Regions from separate parts of the Salmo salar genome. Here region 1 is linked to region 2. Evidence: chromatin contacts called from public Hi-C data. All regions are on one chromosome and are shown on one strand. The core of a region is the stretch at or near the end of the contact, and the rest is flanking DNA. Distances in the headings are between cores, read along the strand shown.

Evidence for each region. Hi-C and Micro-C count contacts between places; a contact is called where the count stands out from the background.
Region 1: a Hi-C map of muscle shows a contact between it and region 2, with 9 times the contacts expected there. The contact joins the enhancer-like site here to the promoter of erbin in region 2. A contact is called at or near these places in 2 of 3 Hi-C or Micro-C datasets (gill and muscle).

The regions. Positions count from the first base shown.
Region 1 is chrssa01:147,888,196-147,892,829 of Ssal_v3.1, reverse strand. The region is part of intron 2 of erbin (erbb2 interacting protein); the gene reads right to left. Among protein-coding and RNA genes, the nearest start is that of erbin, 63 kb to the right of the region's middle. Within about 2 kb of position 1,754, at least 1 of the 13 cell types and tissues checked has an H3K27ac peak or open chromatin away from gene starts, as enhancers often do. A contact at or near this core is called in muscle, where this site is marked.
Region 2 is chrssa01:147,824,339-147,829,422 of Ssal_v3.1, reverse strand. It overlaps erbin (erbb2 interacting protein), which reads right to left and starts at 1,663. Exons shown (of 27, transcript XM_045691890.1): 1 at 1,063-1,663.

The DNA.
Region 1 (4,634 bases), core at 505-3,004, 63 kb before region 2:
TTCTGCCCTCGTGAGTCGCATGCCAACCCAAGAGAGATGTGTCCATCATGACGATTCTTCTGGACAAAACAGTGCCCATCTGGGCACCATGTGACAGAAACGTCCGGTGTCTCCAGGAGTGCAGTGCTACCATGTAGTATATGGAGATCTGTACACGGTGATGTTTGTGACGTATTGGGCTCAGACCTAGAGAAGCAACACAGCGTTGAAACCCCATCATATTCAAACGTCCTAATGGAATGACTACTAAAGCCGATGCCAACAAACCTAGCAGCCTCAGGCATGTTTTGAAAGAGACCAGGTTCCCTCTGCGAAACAATGCCAGGAAATCTTGGAATGTTCTTATACAGCTGAAGTCGGAAGTTTACATACACTTAGTTTGGAGTCATTAAAACTCGTTTTTCAACCACTTCACAAATTTCTTGTTAATAAACTATAGTTTGGCAAGTCGGTTAGGACGTAATTTTTCCAACAATTGTTTACAAACAGATTATTTCACTTATAATTCACTGTATCCTAATTCCAGTGGGTCAGAAGTTTACATTCACTAACTTGACTGTGCCTTTAAACAGCTTGGAAAATTGCAGAAAAATATGTCATGGTTTTAGAAGCTTCTGATAGGCTAATTGACATCATTTGAGGTGTACCTGTAGATGTATTTCAAGACCTACCTTCAAACTCAGTGCCTCTTCGCTTGACATCATGGGAAAAATCTAAACAAATCAGCCAAGACCCCAGAAAAACAATTGTAGACCTCCACAAGTTTGGTTCATCCTTGGGAGCAATTTCCAAACGCCTGAAAGTACCACGTTCATCTGTACAAACAATAGTACGCAAGTATAAACACCATGGGACCACGCAGCCGTCATACCGCTCAGGAACCTGACTCAGTTTCACCAGCTCTGTCAGTAGGAATTAGCCAAAATTCACTCAACTTATTGCTTGTGGAAGGCTACCCAAAACGTTTGACCCAAGTTTAAATTGTTTAAGGCAATGCTACCAAATACTAATTGAGTGTATGGGAATGTGATAAAAGCTGAAATAAATCATTCTCTCTACTATTATTCTGACATTTCACATTCTTAAAATTAAGTTGTGATCCTAACTGACCTAAGACAGAGAATTTTTACGAGGATTAAATGTCAGGAATTGTGAAAAACAGGGGGCCGAACTCCTTGCCATCCAGGACCTCTATACCAGGCGGTGTCAGAGGAAGGCCCTAAAAATTGTCAAAGACTGCAGCCACCAAATTCATAGACTCTCTCTGCTACCGCACGGCAAGCGATACCGATGCACCAAGTCTGGAACCAGCAGGACCCTGTACTGCTTCTACCCCCAAGTCTTAAAACTGCTAAATAGTTCAATCGTTAACGAAATAGCTACCTGGACTATCTGCATTGACCCTTTTACTCATCCCATATGCTGCTGCTACTGTTTATTATCTGTCACTTTATTCCTAGTTATATGTACATATCTACCTCAATTACCTCGTACCCCTGCACATTGACTCAGTAGCAAAGTTAACGCAACTCACTGTATATTTATTATTACATGTTTTACTTTTCTATTTCTCTATATTATTTCTCTCTACATTGTTGGCAAGGGCCCTTAATGTAAAATTTTCACTGTTAGTCCACATCTGCTGTTTACGAAGCATGTGACAAATGCAATTTGATTTGATCTAGTGCTCCGTCTGTCCCCTCTCCCCAGACCCTTACAACCTAACCCTAGGGGGAGCTAGAGACTGGGTGTCCCTGGCTGTTCCCCAAATGGTACCCTATTCCTTTTATAGTGCACTACTTTTGACCAGGAAATAGGGTGCTATTTGAGAGTCATCTCGGATCTGTTCAAAAGAGAGAAGGAAGGTAGTCGGTAAGTAGTATGTGTACGTGTGTGTGTGTGTGTGTGTGTGTGTGTGTGTGTGTGTGTGTGTGTGTGTGTGTGTGTGTGTGTGTGTGTGTGTGTGTGTGTGTGTGAGAGAGAGAAATGTGAGGTCTTATGTGACAGTATAGTGTTATTTATAGCAGGCAGTAGTACTCATCTGATTAATATGCTGGAATGTGATTAGCCTATAAATCTTACAGTCTTATGAAAGGAGCTTTTTTATCCTGATACTGTATGCTTCTGCAGTAATGCTGCCTGCCTGCTGGGTCAATGTCGAAACTCTGCACCCAGAGAATTAGGCCCAAAGAAAAGGGAGAGAAAAAGAAACAAGGGGAGGAAAAAAAGGAAGGAGAAAAAGCTAGAAAACATCCCGTGGAAGGAGGGCGGCTGCTGGATAATAATGGAGTCATCTCCATCTGGCACAGAAGAAGAGAGGAGAGAAAAGGCTACTTCTTCCGTGTGAAGGAACAGCAGTGTGCCTGCCATTGGCTAAAAGTCCTGGCTGCCCTGTGGTTTCATGGTTTGACTGCAGACAATGCAGTCTACTTGACACTTGTTCATAGACACTATAGTACATTTTCATTGAAACGTCTGTCATGCCAAACAATTCTTTAGAAGATGGCTAAAGTAGAAACAGACTAGCAGCCATTTTAAAGCAAAGCTGAATGAAATCAAAATGAGGCTAATGTTAGGTGACATTAGATCTGGTCTACTTGTTCAGGTTGTGATCTCGTCATCTAGACAAAGGGTTTTTGATTAACTTGAGGAAGGCATGTGTCAAGACGGTCACGCGATGTGATGGGGTGAGAAGGTTGAGGTGGCTCTTGTGTGAAGAGCTCTGGAAAACAAGTGTGTGTTTTCAGGTGTGTTACCTCTATGCTACTAATGATGGAGGTGTGTGTTTTTCACTGTACCCTGATGTGCGTTACCTTTGCACCGGAATTCACCACCAGTGGGCACAGCGGGAGAGGTGCAGTCAGCTCCTAAATAATTCAAGGGAGGATACTCGGTTGGAGGCCCACACGCATGGATATAACCTAGGCTAGTTTGAGCTTTGGGGGTACAAGCCCGGATTGAAAGGCTTCAGGTTAATGTTGCATTATGGTGGCTGAGGCGAGTTCCCTCCATTGCAACGTACAGCTCTTTGAACATTGGAATCAAATCCGTATTGGTGGGCATCCGCAGCCTAAAAAAAAAGACTGACAGGCTGGCTGTTAGTCAACAAGTCGGATTCATGCAGTGTTTACATTGAATCATTTTGTTGGACAGTGTATACCATGTGTATCCTGTACATATGACTAATAACACTTGGTAGGGCTACTACCACAAACACACACAGTACATATGCACCTCCAGCTCTTCCTCAGCTTACCACTCTGCCCAAGAACACAACCGCACAAGTCTCCACCGAGGCACTTGAAGATGTGGGAATCCACTAGAAAGGTTCCAGAGTAGAGAAATTGGAAATGAATTTAAATGGAAAGATGACACTGTTGTAAGTATTTGTGGCAGGGGCATGGGCCTAGCGGAACAGGCTCTTCCAGTTTCCAGCCCCTTCGGGTTTTGGTTCTCACCAGTGTCCTCGATTCTCTGCGGTCTTACGTGACCGGGGGAAAACAAAACCATGATTGTTTTCCTTTGAATTGCTGGTAAAATGAGGCTAAGTAATCTGATCTGGTTGACAAACACAAAGTGCATTCGCTTTACAACATCTTCCTCTACCTCTACCGTCCACATACACTAACCTGCCCACACCAGGCTGGATAGGAGACTAGAATATCTCTATCTCCCTCTCACACACTCGGACGCTTGACACACACGCATGCTGTAAAGATCCCTTTACGATTGGGTTTTCCATTTAAAGGATTTCCCTAACACCATATTATGTTTCTGTCAATGGCGCAACATTTTCATACATCTCTTTCGTTCGTTCGCTCCCACCCAGTCTCTCATGCATGTTTCTCTTTGTCTAAACAGAACATCTATTTCAGGTCTGTTTTGTGTTTTCATTTTTTGCCATGGAACATTTTTGGGGATACTGGTATCGTCCGGCCATCCTATATGGCCCAACTAACAGCCACCCTCATAACACTATTTAGCCTAGCTTACAAGATAAGATTTCCAATACTGCCTAAATTGACTTGGGTACGCCTTCATTTCAATTTCCTTTGAGATGCTTTTCATAATTACTCTGAATAATAATTCCCACTAGGTTATTGCCCCCAGGCAGAGGAATGCAGCCTTATAGAGTTCACCTCATTGGCCCAGGTTCTCACAACGTACGGGGTCTCTGGGATGTCACAGCAGCCCACAGACCGATGATGATACACAGGCACAGGATCGGTCAATCAAACGTGAAGACTGCATGAATCAGGCTGGTTGACTAAGAGCCTGACAATCTTTTTTTGTAGGCTGTGAATGCCCACTGTGTGTGGGTCCTTTCTGAGTTACTACTAGCAGTAACATAGCGATGGGCAGTACGGACAAAAGTCCATATCACGATAAATTAACTGAATTATCACTATAACGATAAATTGAATGATACGTTTATAACATTAAAGGGGGGGTTAGCCCTTGTGATTTTTTTTAACTAGTTAACATCCTACTGATTCATTTCATGTCCCCAAAAACTTGCATAAACATAGTGACTATAATGTAAGGCGACGTGGTCAAAATATCATATCACAATATTTAAATATTAAGTTCGCTTTATGAGTAGAGCATGACCCTAGGGTGGCAACAAATATATT
Region 2 (5,084 bases), core at 414-2,913:
GTGGTGCAGAGTAGTGAAATTGATAATCCACAGTGAAGATGAGCCTACCAAGTGCCTCAAACCTATCCTGTTAGATTCCTCACCTGCTAATTCTCTAGGCTCACTAACTACAAAAGTAACAAACCAGTAATTTTGTATTTATTTTAAGAAAAAAAGAGCCTTTACTCCATAGACCTAAGCATAGGATGGCTCACAGTGAAAGCTAGTAATAGCCTATTTATCCAGGGTAAATACAAAAGGTTAACAAATAAGATTTGATGGAATTTTCACCTCCCACTAAGATCCCAGTCATTGCAGGGTTCTAATCATTCTAGCTAGATAGTTATAGTGAGAATGCCATTAGATACATTCTTATCACTTTCAGATACATCCGTAGCGAGATTAGCCTCACTGTCTCGGGTCAATAACACAGGATCAAAGCCAACTGATTGAAGTTAGCTAGTTTGGATACTAGATAGCTAATCTTATTAACAAAGGGAAAAGTTAATAAAATAAGTGCCAAGATGCCGAGTACAGCAGGACATCGGTCCTCGAATACGAACTGAAGGTGTGCGGCACAGGAAGCGATGAACAACATACATTGAATCTCGTTAGCTACAGTTTGCTGGCCTCTTATTTCCGCATTATACTGATTGTCAATAAACAGGACTCGTGCCTCTAAACAATGTCAGATAATGAATTGGGCTGTACGTTGGTAGCCTTCTAATGGAAAGTAAACAGTAGTTACATTAACGTTAATGACATTCCAGTGTAAGAAAACAAAACAAGTAAACGAGTAACGTTAATTGCCAGATTGTGATATTGCCACTTGTAAAACCATCAAACTATCTAGTATGCTTTACCACAATAACCAACCAACGCCACTGCATTAGTAATTATTAGTTAGCCAACCCAATTCGTAAGGAAATCCACCTGTAAAGAGTGCAAACTAGCGGGAATACACCCCATCGGCTAGCGACGCGACTAGGTAACTAGCTAACGCGTTTGTTCGCGACCACACACACTAGCCAACTGCTACCTATATAGCTACAGTGATAACGAGTGTCGTTAGACTTCACTTACCATACAATGGTGTCGATTTAGTTTCTCATTTGATATATAGTCCGAAAATGGTTAAATCCACGAACGTTTAAACTGTATAAATTCGCTGGCCGACAAGGTTTGTTTCTTCAAGCATCCACTTAAACTACACCTAGCTAGCTAGCTAATCAGTCAGACGCATTCTTTCGCGAGACCAATCCCCTCAAAAGTTGTTTATTGTTCAGAGTTTGCGTCTCGCTGAAAAAGTGTCCAGTCAGACAATACATAAACAAAAAGCGATTCCTAAAATAAACGGGGGAAATAGTTATCAAAAAGAATAATTGTATTTGGGTAAAAATATAAAAACGAACATAAACTAAAAAGGAATCCAAAATGTCCACAACAGCCAAGGAAATACAGAAGGCAAAAGAAGAAAAAAATCCACCACCGCCAAAGCAGAATCCTTTCGTCTGAAGAACGCCGCACCCAAATGTTTTCAGTCCTAATCTCTTGTTATTTTTTTCATTCAAAAATGTATGCATACATCTCGTTTGTAGCAAGAACACAGAGTTGGCCACAGTCTACCGAGCCAACACCAGTGTATGCGGCTGTATCGTTGGCCCAGTACGGCGACAACCTTGCATCTGAGTGCACTTACCTGATAGGCATGTTAATATAACCAATGAAAATTGTGTTTCAATCGTTTGTAAATTATGTTCACCAATACGGTTTGTGGAGAGGTAGGACATATTTTAGTTGATTATTTGCTGATATATTGATACTCACAAATATTTGGAAGGTTATTTTAACAACAGAAAATAATGTACATTTGGTATTGTGTGAACAAGACTTGTCTTAGCTCCAGTGAGAGACATGATATAGGGTACATTCACTCACAGTGGAAGAATCTCAATTGCGCATCCTCTCTCCTAGCCTCCTTCTCAAAACCCATTGGAGGAGAAGATCAGAGGGGCGGGACCTCTGGCTTTCTCATCCAATGGGTTATGAGAAGGAGGCGCTGAGAGGACACGAGAAGATTTCAATTGAGATTATCCCAGAGTAAAGTGATGGTGGTGATGGAATGTCACGATAATAATTTGACGCATGATCAAGATTTTCCTCCCTTCCTTGACGTAATCACTGATACCATTTTCAATAGATTAAAGTAATGATACACTGCATAGCTTTCATCAATCCTTTATAGGGTCACATCAGTGATAGCTTCAAGAGAGGAAAGAGGGAATGATGTAAGGAAATGGAAAAGGATCTTGGGCTGCTTTCTGATATTTTTTTCCACTAATTGGCCTTTTGACCAATTTCATCAATAGACCAATTAGTGAAAAAAAATAGAATTGGGCTGCCTGTCTGAACACAGCCATATTGGAACAGGGCCTTGTGAATAAATTATAATCTCTTCTTGTAGGGAAAATGTCACCCATGTAAAGGTGTCCCGCCTGTGAAGATGAATTGGGGAATAAGGGTTGTTGTGACATGACATAAAAATTCTGAGGCTGACACGTCTATACATCAAATGTCGTCTACTAGACTAGTGCCTAGAAGGACTGGGATCATCCTACACATTTGGTTAAATAAATGACTCCCAAATACAACAGAGCGACTGAAGACCATCAATGTAGCTACAAGTGCAATAGCATATACTGCATTTTAACGAATATGAACAGCATTTGAAAGAATATGATTTATACATCACCTCGTGGGCAAATTACATTACAAGAGAGGATTCTGTCACGATGTTCCAGCCTAGCCTAGCCTAGCCTATTGGAAACATAGTGGAAACCAATGACCAGTTTCCAAGACCCAGATTACATCTACCTCTGGACTGAAAAGCATGCCCAATTGAGAATCTCAATTGAAGTGCTTTTTAGTCGAGGAATAAGCTTAATCTGGGTCTGGACCCTGGAAACTGTCCCAAATATGCAATGGTCAGTGTAATGTGATGATGTATGATGTTTTGTCTCCCTCCTGTGGACACACATAACAATTGAGATATGTCCAAGTATTGTCACCTTTTTGAGATACTGTACCTTTTCACATTGACTAATTAAAAATGATCATACTTTTGCAGTTGCCTTTTCTGTTCCCAGTTTTGCCAGTTTATAAGACTATATAGTCATCAAATATCAAGGTAGGACAGAATTTCTCACACAAAAACAAGCCCTTTCATGTGAGGGAACACTCCTCCCACCTTACTACTAAATTTTATTGCGAATGTAGCGAAATGCTCATGCAACTGTGCAGCAGTATCTAACAGGTAATATCTAACAATTCCACAACAAAACCTAAGACACACAATCTAGTAAAGGAATGGGATAAGAATATATAAGTATAAAATATATGGATGAGCAGTGACAGAGCGGCTCAATAGTGAAGGATACATTATATACATATGAGATGAGTAATGCGAGATATGTAAACATTCTTAAAGTGGCCTTATTAAAGTGACTAGTATTCCATTTACTAAAATGGCCAATGATATCAAGTCTGTAGGTAGGCAGCCGCCTCTCTGTGTTAATGGTGGCTGTTTAACAATCTGATGGCCTTGAGATTGAAAAACAGCTTCTATCTCTCTGTCCCAGCTCTGTTGCACCTGTACTGACCTCGCCTTCTGGATGGAAGCGGGGTGAACAGGCAGTGGATCGGGTGGTTATTATCCTTGATGATCTTTTTTGCCTTCCTGTGACATTGGGTGTTGTAGGTGTCCTGGAGGGCAGGTAGTTTGCCCCCGGTGATGCATTGTGCAGACCGCACCACCCTCTGGAGAGCCTTTCGGTTGTGGGCGGTGCAGTTGCCGTACCAGGCGGTGATACAGCCCGACAGGATGCTCTCAATTGTGCACCTGTAAATGTTAGTGAGGGTTTTCAGTGACAAGCCAAATTGTTTCAGCCTCCTGAGGTTGTGCCTTCTTCACCACACTGTCTGTGTGTGTGGACCATTTCAGTTTGTCGGTGATATGAACACCGAGGAGCTTAACTTTCCACCTTCTCCACTGCTGTCTTGTCGATGTGGATAGGGGAGTGCTTCCTTTGCTGTTACCTGAAGTCCACGATCATCTCTTTTGTTTTGCTGACATTGAGTGAGAGGTTATTTTCATGACCCCACACTCTGAGGGCCCTCACCTCCTCCCTGTAGGCTGTCTCGTCGTTGTTGGTAATCAAGCTTAACACTATTGTGTCGTCTGCAAACTTGATGATTGAGTTGGAGGCGTGCATAGCCATGCAGTCGTGGGTGAACAGGGAGTACAGGAGGGGGCTGAGAACGCACCCTTGTGCGGCCCCAGTGTTGAGGATCAGCGAAGTGGAGATGTTTCCTACCTTCACCACCTGGGGGCGGCCCGTCAGGAAGTCCAGGACCCAGTTGCACAGGGCAGGGTCGAGACCCAGGGTCTCAAGCTTAATGATGAGTTTGGAGAGTACTATGGTGTTGAATGCTGAGCTGTAGTCAATGAACAGCATTCTTACATAGGTATTCCTCTTGTCCAGATGGGATAAGGCAGTGTGCAGTGTGTGGACCTATTGGGGCGGTAAGCAAATTGAAGTTGGTCTAGGGTGACAGGTAGGGAGGCGGTCATATGATCCTTGACTAGTCTCTCAAAGCACTTCATGATGACAGAAGTGAGTGCTACAGTGCGATAGTAATTTAGTTAGCTTTCTTGGGAACAGGAACAATGGTGGCCATCTTGAAGCATGTGGGGACAGCAGATTGGGATAGGGATTGATTGAATATATCTGTAAACACACCAGCCAGCTGGTCTGCGCATGCTCTGAGGACGCAGCTTGGGATGCCGTCTGGGCCGGCAGCCTTGCGAAGGTTAACAAGCTTAAATGTTTTACTCACGTCGGCCACGGAGAAGGAGAGCCCACAGTCTTTGGTAGCGGACCGCGTCAGTGGCACTGTATTGTCCTCAAAACACGCTAAGAAGTTGTTTTAATTTGTCTGGAAGCAAGACGTCGATGTCCGCGACGGGGCTGGTTTTCTTTTTTGTAATCCATGATTGTCTGAAGACCCTGCCACATAAGTCTCGTGTTTGAGCTGTTGAATTGCGA